2 separate regions of the Anas platyrhynchos genome follow, and region 1 is linked to region 2. The links are chromatin contacts, called in public Hi-C maps. All regions are on one chromosome and are shown on one strand. Each heading gives the region's core, a stretch centred on a gene start, on an enhancer-like site or on the middle of the called end of the contact. The rest is flanking DNA. Distances are from core to core; before and after follow the strand shown.

Region 1 (5,438 bases), core at 1,387-3,886, 67 kb before region 2:
TGTTTCCGTGAAAGAACTGCTTTTAGCTCAGAGAAATATATAAAATTCTTCCCGCTTTCCCATGTAGGACCCAATCACCAGTGAGTAGAAAGAGACTCAAAAAATGCAAGAGGTTCCGCAAAAGAAGAAAAATGGTTATTTACATGAGCAGACAGTTCAAATTGAATATATTTTTTCTATGCATTTTTTTTTTTAAACTACAGGATCTTTCTATGCAAAAGCATGGACAGTACAGATTCTAAAAGAAATCTCTGGAAGTCTAATAACTATGAGAGCAAACACTAGAGACATTTATATACAAACAAGCACTATATAGCTGATCTGAAAATGAAATAAAACAGCTATTATGAGGCAAAATCCATAGAGGTACACTGCTCTTATTCTAACGCAAGCAAATCAAAAGCAAAAGGTGTCAGTGTAAAGTGTCACTCACTTTGCCTTAACTGTGCAACACACAAGAAATTAATTGTAAAAGATTTTAGGTCATCAGATTTGTCTCTCTTAGCTCGCCTTTTTGAGTTAAAGAACAAAATCCACCTAACACTTACTATAAAGAAATTCTAAATCACATCAGCAGGCGTTTAATAAAAATCTAATAAATTAACCAAAACTCAGGAATTTAAGTGTTTCTTCTCATTAATGAAGAACATGTTGTTTTCTTTGAAATTCTAATTTGCTAAGTATTTACTAAGTAGTTATAGCTGGTTTGCTTAATATAGCAATCTCAAATATTTTCAGTCTTTAATAAAATACTATATCTTAATCTACTATTTGTAAAAAGAATTATTAAATATTCTGTGAAAAATAGTCTCCTAATTTGATGATATTTTCTACATTAAGTCAATACCCAAATGTTCCTGTTAGCTGTTTGTATTTCACTTTTGGCAGTAAAACAAAAGGAATACCATTGACTACTGTACTCCCTCCACAACTTATTATAGCACGTGAGGCTGATGTGACTTTTAGGAGACCTAACCTCAACCATTTGCTATGGCCATACTCCTTATTTTCTATACCATCATCTTTGTCTCTTACCTCCTTCTTTTTGTTCTTCAGCATGTTCTGGAATTTAGACAATTCTTTCTCCTGTTCTGCTTTGATGCGTTTTGCTTCATCTCGTAAACGATTTGTGTGTTCCTGTTCCAACCGCTCTATTGTCTGCTTCTGCTGCTTCTCTAGATTTTCTATTTCTTGATCATATTGTCGCTTTTTACTCTGTTTAAAAAAAACAAACAAACAAAAAAAAACACCTTCATTTTGTTTACTGGCAAGTGTGTTCTAGCAGACAAGCTTGGCATCCCATAACACAAAAATATTGCCATTAGTAGCAAGAATTAAACTATAGCCATCAAAGAAATGCCCGTAATGCTGTTGTGAGTATTTGGCCTACTCCATCAGGATGTCACATTTTAAGAGCACCAAGATCCAAAAAACTCACTGTCATTTCCTGTTCAAAACGTCTGTACATCTGTTCTCGCTGTTGCAAGAGCTTGTTACTAAGCTGCTGTTGGGCTCTCTGCTCTTCTTTCTGAAGAAGTCTCAGCTCTCTTAGCTCTTGACGCCTAATAATGAAAGAGAACTTTTAATATTGATAGAAAAATAAAAAAAATAATAAAAAAAAAGCATTTACAACTTAGGTCCACTAAAGCTATTTTTGTATCATCTCATCAGGAAACACTCTGCATTCCTTTCTATTTACAAAAATAAACGAAAGCAATGCCAAACATGACAAAAATAAGACCATTACCCCTCTTGCTTTTACTCAATGTGAAAAAAATCAGTTATGTACAAGACAATAAAACCTCCTGTAAAATGTACTTTTACAAAAGCTTACCGTAGAAATCTCATTTCTTCACTTTTTGAGTCATTTTCAGTAACTATTTTTGACGTGGTTACACTCACTTCTACTCCATCAACAACAAACTTCCTAGTTTTCTTTAAAGTTTTCTTCTGTCTTCTAGTTTCCTGAATAAAACATCAGTAAGTTATTCTGTATCTAAGTCATATTCCTTTAACAAAAAAAAAAAAAATTACTTCAAATGTTTGTGTGGAGGGCTGCTGCATATAAATCAGGAGTTCTTGGTTACTGGTTATCACTTAAGTGAGAACTTAGAAAAATTCTCATGTACTGAAACATTCTTTATTCAAAGGAAAACTGATTACTGATAATCTAAATTGCCGTTCAGAGAAAAAGCTAGGTAATCCCTGAATGAAACACTGATGCAGTTTGATTTTCAAGAGCTGAAGAGAGTTGCAAGTATTGTTGGCTTGTGCCTATAATTTTCTCAGTCATAAAAAAAGGTATTTAATTCTGAAAAACAGTACTGAAACTGAATAGCAACTAACTCATCTACTCAATTATTTTTCCTCACACCTTTTAACTAGCAAGCCATTTTGTTGTTCCTTGTTTTTTGTTTTTGGTTTGTTTTTAATTCTTATATGATAGTAACCAACTCATGTGACCTTGCTCACAGAATTGGAAAGATTCCCACTTCTCAAAGCTGCTATTGTTTCATGACAGAACAAAAGAGACCCTGGCAGAAACTTTGTCTCCATTGTGTAAGGGTTTACTGCAAATACACTGAAGTCATGCTAGCATAGCCACGTCCTTTTTGTTGTTGTTTTTCTTCAAACCCGTGATTACACCGTTACTATCGTGGTATGGCAATAATCATATCAGTATAAAGATATAAAGTTCATATTCTGGAACGTGCTTTATGTAAATAAGCTCATTCACCCCAGCATAACTGCATCAATACAGTACAAAGGAGTAGTACAGTGCTTGGCATACACAGACTTGAGAGGCTGTCTGCCTTAGATCTTTTAATTCTAAACAGAGAAACAGAAGATGGAAGTGACAGGAATTCAGCGTGAGACTCAGAGATCTGTCCTGGTAAAGCAGGGATTCTGTGCAGTGTAAGGCACTGAACCAGTCTTCTCGACTACCAGATGTGAACTACAACTACACACAGATCTCCTTGTCTATAACTGTTTGTTATATTTTAATAAGACAGATTAGCATATAATCCTGTAACAAAATAAGAAACTAATTAACAGTTCTGTAGCTACTAGCTTGGCTGCACAACATTCAGACATTACTGAGTGTTCAATTCAGAATATTGCAGTTTATACAAATTTTTAATATTCCATGCTGCCATAGCAGTTCCTCACAGTTTTTCTTAGCAAAGTTTAAACGTGCAGATAGTTTTAGGGCTGCACTCACACAGGGTTTTATATACAAATATATTATTGCTTACACTTACCTGTAGCGATATTGATCCTGTCTCTTTGTTTTTACTAAGGAAACTAGATATTGACAAATTCAAGTCAATGCTGCTGTTATCAGCCGTAGAACCTGTGCCCGAATCCGCATCATTTTCCTTCAGATTCTCAGATTCTAGCTGCTGCAACGTTTCAGTACTGTCTTGATTTTCCATTTTGACCTTTTCATCGTTTTCTTCAGTGCTTATACTAATACTGGGTACTGGAGTGACTTCAGAGTCATCAGCTTGTTCATCGGCAGCATCTTGAAGCTTACTCTTCATTATTTCATCAGAAGTTACTGCCAACTGTTCTTTGTCTCTCTGAATATTGTTTTCCTGGATATTCTCAGGTCTGTGCTCCTCTGATGTTTGGTCCATCTCCATCAGCTTATCCACCGCCTTATCAGAAATAGCCTCAGGCTTGGCCTGCATTGTCTTCTGGCCCATATCATCTTTTCCAGAGTCTTTGCTCTCTGTTTCCTCCATGCTACTTATTTGACAAATATCCTCATTTTCACTTTCTGCCAACTTCTCATCTGCTTTGATCACTTTATCTTGGCTTTCTGATAGAGTTTCTTCAGAGCTGATTATCTCACAGACCTGCTTAGCCTGACTTTCCACAGGCTTATCCGCCATCTCAGGCATTTTATCCCCCTCGATGATCTGTGTTTCAGCAGTACCACCTATCTCCTCAATGTTGTCATTTGCATGCTTTATTAGTTCCTTTTCTTCATCTGACACTTTATCCTCAGCACTAGGTACAGATTCTGTAATGATGTCTGTCACTGCCTCTCCCTGAGCTCCATCTTCCTTTTGCTCTATAGTATTATCTACGGTGACCTTTTCAGTCTTATTTTCTGAGAGATCTATTCTGTTTTCCTCTTCTTTTTCACCAGTCTCCTCAGAAATGGCTTCTCTGATTTCTACCGTATTAGCAGCTGTAGGTATTATTTTAACTTTATCTTCCTCTGTTTGTACATTTCCTATGTCACTTTCTTTCTCTGTTTTTTGGTTCTGTTCATTTACTTCTGGTTTTGTTACTGTATCAAGTTCTTCCCCTCCTTTCTGAGGTTCTGCATTTTCACCTGCTTCTTCCAGACTTTCTGTACTCTTTTCAGCTGGCAATAGTTGGCCTTGCTCAACTTCACCAGTTGGTACAGAACCATTCTGCACTTTCATATCATCAGCAGTAGCATCAGAGATGGTCTCAACCATTTTCCTAACATTAATGCCCTCAGATTCGTCTCCAATTTTTTTATCATCTGGAAATATTGTGCTGTTTTTCTCCTCAATTGCATTGCTTTCTGTTTTCTCAGAAAGAGATTCCAGTACAGAGGCATTCTGTGAAAGCTTATCCTCTTCAGAGCTGGCAATACTAAGGTCTGATGATGCACGCTTGTCTGCAGGTAGCTGCTAAAAAATTAAAGGAAAGGAAAAATTTAAGGAAATTTTAAAGGAACTATCTCATCATTTTCTAATTTAATTAAAGCACAGTTCTACTGAGGAATATCCAAAGAGATGAGTATATTGTATTTACAGGCAGAATTATATGAATTTAATAGTTTCAGACTACTTCAGTGTGTGTTATAACAGGACAAGTACCTTAACCATAGCTGGGCTCTGAACAGAACAGTTCACAAAAACCCTCCTCCATTTGTAAGAATTCAATAAAATAAAGTGCAATTGAAAGAAAGGGATTATGATCTGTCCTCTGCCGCACACTGCACAGAATCTTCTCGTCTTTTTGCACTCACATCGCTCCTTATTTTATTAGTTTAGTTTCCCTGATAGTCCCATCTACAGCCAGACTTGAAAAACATGTATTTGTTCTGTTTGGCTAGGAAGGAGCAATGTAGCTTTAGTTAGTGCAGCACTGATAAAATTCAATAGTAAAACCTCCTCCTGCTTCATCAAAATTCATCTCTCCTTTTGTTCGTTGATAAAAATATGTAGATTTCTTTTTTAACCACTGTTAAACTCCATTAAAATTGTGAGAACTTCCAGTACAGCTGAATAAGTGGTAATATGGAACTGGAACAGAAACAGTTACCTAACTGTAGAAATTGCCATTGCTGGAATTTAAATAAATGTTATCAGATTACATGCAGATATACAAAAGAATACACCAATAAAGTATCACTTTAACCATAATTGCCCTTTAACTCTTCAAAGTGA
Region 2 (4,899 bases), core at 1,810-4,309:
CAAGGTCAGCAGTGACAAGTAGAAAAAGCAGGGAGTTTTACAGTGTTACACTTACCCCGGCCATGTACGTTGTGCTGTAGCTATATCACAGTGCTTTGCATTATACATTCTTGATGCTATTTTCTTCTCTTCCTGCCTCTTCAGGAAGCTTCACTGCTACTTTAAATACGTGTATTGCAATGCTTATTATAGGAGCCCAGGGCTGACACATCCAGAATCACTATTACTAAAATTATCACCTGTCTAAAGCAAGGCTTAAATGTTGCATGAGAAATTGCAAAGGGCAATTTCCATGAGTAGTATCACGTGTGTGGTTATACCAGGAAACTTTAACACCGTCAGGGTGTGTTGTGATTTGTAATGAGCCAAAGGTTACATACTTTCAGTGTTCAAACTAATTCCTGTACCACTTCATTCTTTGACCTATTATTGATTGTGCAGGAGGTTTATTTTGCTTTAAAGACCGGAGAATAATTGGTTGCACAGCACCAGCCCACTAAACTATGTGAGACTCACCAGCTGGAATATGTTGGTTAAAATATTGACGTAATTCTGGAGACAAGTATTCTGTTGGCTTTGCTGGATGTGGGAGGGGGGTAGTGATAAATCATTATTCAATAGCTGCTTCTCCAAGCGGGGTGTAAGGGGGTGTGCTTTGCAAAAGTGATGAATGATTTGAGGGTGGTCCTGTGCTTGGATGTCCAGCTTCATTTATTTAAAAGGGACCTGATTTGAGAGGGACAGGGAGAACCCCTGCTGTCAGCACTTGAGGGAACCTGAAACTTAAGGCATGCTTGAAGGGAGACACTTTGAAAAATGACTTGTGAATGTTGCGAGAGGGAAATTGAAAATCCAGATTCAAATCTCACTAGTGCTTAAGATCAGCTTTTAAACTACCTAATACCTGCAAATGCTTTGAATTTCTTGGATAATAAGCTTTGTAAAAGTAAAGTGATGGTTGTTAAGCTGTGATTTGGAAGGAGCTATGTTAACACCTATAAGCGCATCTTTGTAACTGTTGAAATGCAAGCATTTCTCCATCTCCTCCTGAAATAAAAGCAGAAATGTGAAATCAGGTAGGATTTTATTGTCCCAAATTTCTTCTGCCTTCGTTCAGCCTCCTCTAGATCTCTGCTAAGAAGGCAAAATCACAAACTTCGGTGTACACTGGCTCTCAGGGGATTGTGCAAGTCCAGAAGAAAAGAGGGTCTGGTTTGGCATAAAAGAAAGGTGAGGTATTAGGGAGACGGGCTATTGACTTTTGGACTTGCAGGACGAGAAATTGGAGATGTTTTGGGTGGACCAAAAAAACAGATCAAATAACTTTAGGTGGTGTTCACAAAGAACTTTGTCAAATTGTTGATTTACTCAGAGGGCGAGAGAGGCAGAAGCATGTTCTAGAGCATGCTAGAAAACAAAAACACAAAAACTTTTCCCATTATTTCAGGATAATATTAAAGTCTCTGGATAGGGGAAGAGCCTTCATCTGTTTTTCGGAGGTAATTCTCCCACAGAGACCTTTTTTTCAGACTCTGCAGCACATATGAGAGGGTGCTGATATGTAGCAGCTTCTTCCTTATTTTCTCACTCCCAAGTCTGCCTCTCTGCCTTCTCTGTCAATCTCTTGACTTACTTTCTTAGTGATTCTGTTTCAGTATCCATCCAGGCAGAGCTGTGTGTCAGTTCACACGGAGCCTGTTTTTAATTATCTCCCTTTTCTGACGGGATCTCAGTGTTAAGCCAAACTGAATAATTATCCTGCTTCTTTGGAGATATTTTTATCTTTTTTCCCCTCGCCAAATGTTTGCTTTCACATTAAAAATTGATCTGAGTCTTGAGGTGGTTGCTTTGCTAGCAGTTTCTTTAGATTCCTGCATTTGTTAGAGGCAAAGCCTCTTCATTTTAGGTACAGCGATGTGAATGTGCTTTTCACAGGATGGTTGAGGTTGAAAGGGGCCTCTGGAGATCACCTAGTCCAGCTCCCCTGCCAAGCAGGATCACCTAGAGCACATTGGCAGGATGGCATCCAGGTGGGTTTTGAATACCTCCAGAGTAAGAGACTCCATGGGCAACCTGTTCCAGTGCTCTGCTCAGTCACCCTCACAGCAAACAAGAGTTTTCTCATATTCAGCTGGAAATTCTGTATTTCAGTTTGTGCCCATTGCCTCTTGTCCTGAAGAAAAAAAAAATAATTAAGAGAAAGTATTCACTCTTCACTTACAAAGCAAATAAACAAAATCCCTTTCTTCTATATTTTGTTTGTTTCTTCAGTTCATAAGAAGCAGCACTATAAAGTATGATGGAGGTATTAATGGTGTGAGGGGAATGGTGTCCAGATGTAAGGTCAGGTTTGTAGTTAAAAATAGTGTCTGTAGTTGTACTGGTACAGCTGTGGTGGACAGGGGACAAGCAAACATTCAAACACTAAAATCCTTCTGTAACAGGAGAAAACTTGAAGCCAAATAAAGACAGAATAATAGCTATTCTTCTGTGGTAATTGCCTTGGACTACAAGGTAATTATTTTTGACTAACGATTTGAGAGGAAAAAGATTGCTGTTGTTGGACAGAAAGAAAGAGTGAGAGAGCTGTGATTATGGCCTGCTGAAACATTGAGGGGAAGGGTGTGGAGAAAGCTGTAGAGCGTGCCAATGCCAATATCTCTGTTGGATCTCCTAAACCATTCCTGGTGAGGCATGTCAATTCCCAGGCTTACAGCTAGTCCGAGTTGGACTTGAGCCTTACAAATGGATGGAAGTAATGCTTTGTGAAGGGACGTTCTTTCGTTACCAACCTGGTGTCTGTCACCACGTGTCCATGTGAGTTCACTCTGGTGCACGGTGGTTGCTTGATTCACTCCCAGTATTTCTGTGAGTTCCCCTGGTGAATGAAGTAGGATACACGAAGGCTGATACTTCTGCTCAGGACAGGATGGGAGCGTTTATGGTGGCAGATGAAGAAAGGGCTTGGCAACTCTTGCTTTGGTTGCTCTGGTGTGGTCTGGTTCCATTCATCACATGTTCGCTTGTGGGAAGCAGTTCAGCTCTGCTCTCAAAGGAAACCACAGGGAGCACAGAGTGTTCCCAACAGATGTGGAAACAACAATTGGGGAATTGAAGCAGCCTTTGTAGATAAATGGAAGGTTGAAACAGCGGGACAGATAAAGATGGGAAAGAATGTAATGGTCTAGCTCTTATCTGCCCATACATTCTCCTCTCCACAGCTGATTCTTTATTTCCTTCAACTTCCCCAGCTGTCATTCCACTGTCTTAGCTCTGCTCTATCTCCAAACAAACCCTGCTTTTCCTTTTTTTTTTTTTCTTACTTCCTACTCTGCTAGCAGTGTCCTGAACCCTTCACAAGAGACTTTTTTCCCACCTGCCTTCTAGCCTTCATCCTTTGTTTCCCTATCTCATATATCTATCTTAATTTCTTGCACGCTCTTTCTCCTGACATTTCATTAGGGCTGTGGAGAGACTCTTAAAACCGTGACTAAAATACTTGTAAAAATTTGGAAAGCAGGGGACAAGAAACAAATATTATTCTTACCAGTTTCCTTCTTTTCTTTGGACACAGCCTCAGTTTGGTATCAGGAGATGGAGATCCAATTCCTAGCACTTGGATTCCTCTTGAATATCACCCTACAAAGCGCTGATCTTTGCTTCTTTCCATATACCCCTCACTCCCAGAAAACAACATAGAAATACCATCAAAGCAGTCAAATTCTCTGTAAGCATCATAGGCCTATTCCAAAAGAAGGGGGCTTTCAGTACATAATCACATAGCTGCAAACAGCAGTTAGGAGATTGTACAATTCTGACGAAACCACAAGCTTCTGATATTTATATTTTTTTAAAGACTGAGGTGTTGGTTAGTTCATATGTAACTGATGAAGTTAACAGGTTGGTTTGCATGTAACAAATAAGATTTGTGATTTACCAAATAAAGAAAAATGTGGAACAAAATGACGTGAAGTTCTCTTGCTCTTGAAATTTTCTGGAGCTTTTGCCATCAGCTTTAGTTGGGCTGAGATTTCTCACCATTTGCTGTGTACATTTCTTCCCATCCAGGTGAATTCAAAACCTGACTCCAGCTCCAAAAGGATTCACAGTGTTTTTAAGGAAGCAATAAAGATGCTACAAGAAGAAGGAGTGGTTTTCCAGAAACCTAGTAGCTCCAAGGACTTGTACCATGTAAGGAATTGAGCTGTGATTGCAAACATATTCAATGCTTTGACTATTTCATAGTTTCAGAGTAGAAATATTTCAGGAAGAGAAGCTGGACCTCCAAGTGCTGTCTGTTTATTCCAAAGGCTTATCTACGTCTTTCTTTACTATTACTTATACCTCTCTGTCACCTACCAAGCTGATCTTCTTGTAACTCAGTGCCAGTCTTCAGCACTGCTGCTGTTCTAGGTGCAGTCTGTGTTCAACCTGGGTTGCTTAACTGTATGCTGATGCGACAGAGCACACTGAAGACTGGGACAGGTCTCTGTCAGGTTTAGGTTAAAACTCAGTGTTCTGTTGAGTTGGATGCCCTCTTTTGGGTTGATTCTGGTATCTTATGTTCTTCTCCTAACTCCTGAATGCTGCTAACATTGCTCAAAAGATAACTGAAGATTTAACATGCATTATTTATCTTGGAGGCAGCATATCTTGCTGACTGTAGTTATGACAATGTAAGTTTAGAATACGTTGTGGCCTTGATGTATGGCCATGATACATCCTTTTTAACATCCGCTCCATTTACTGTGAAATAGACTACTATAAATTGCCATTTTTTTCCGTTACCTCCAGGTGACTGACTATGATAAGGACCTGCTTAAAGTGACCCTCGATGTGGTTAAAGAGGACTGCCGAAAACCCAGGCGTAAGTACTGGTGTGGTCAGGTTTCTGGTGAG

Evidence for each region. A called contact is a pair of places that touch in the nucleus more often than the background predicts.
Region 1: a Hi-C map of F5 follicle shows a contact between it and region 2, with 3 times the contacts expected there. The contact joins two enhancer-like sites. A contact is called at or near these places in 4 of 8 Hi-C or Micro-C datasets (F5 follicle, liver, skeletal muscle and 1 more).

The regions. Positions count from the first base shown.
Region 1 is chr6:29,012,034-29,017,471 of IASCAAS_PekinDuck_T2T, reverse strand. SLK (STE20 like kinase) reads right to left here. Exons shown (of 19, transcript XM_027459886.3): 9 at 3,264-4,673; 10 at 1,835-1,965; 11 at 1,439-1,562; 12 at 1,036-1,215. Among named protein-coding and RNA genes, the nearest start is that of SLK, 32 kb to the right of the region's middle. Within about 2 kb of position 2,636, at least 1 of the 8 cell types and tissues checked has an H3K27ac peak or open chromatin away from gene starts, as enhancers often do. A contact at or near this core is called in F5 follicle, where this site is marked.
Region 2 is chr6:28,945,956-28,950,854 of IASCAAS_PekinDuck_T2T, reverse strand. STN1 (STN1 subunit of CST complex) reads left to right here. Exons shown (of 10, transcript XM_027459906.3): 8 at 4,069-4,191; 9 at 4,795-4,867. Among named protein-coding and RNA genes, the nearest start is that of SH3PXD2A, 17 kb to the right of the region's middle. Within about 2 kb of position 3,059, at least 2 of the 8 cell types and tissues checked have an H3K27ac peak or open chromatin away from gene starts, as enhancers often do. A contact at or near this core is called in F5 follicle, where this site is marked.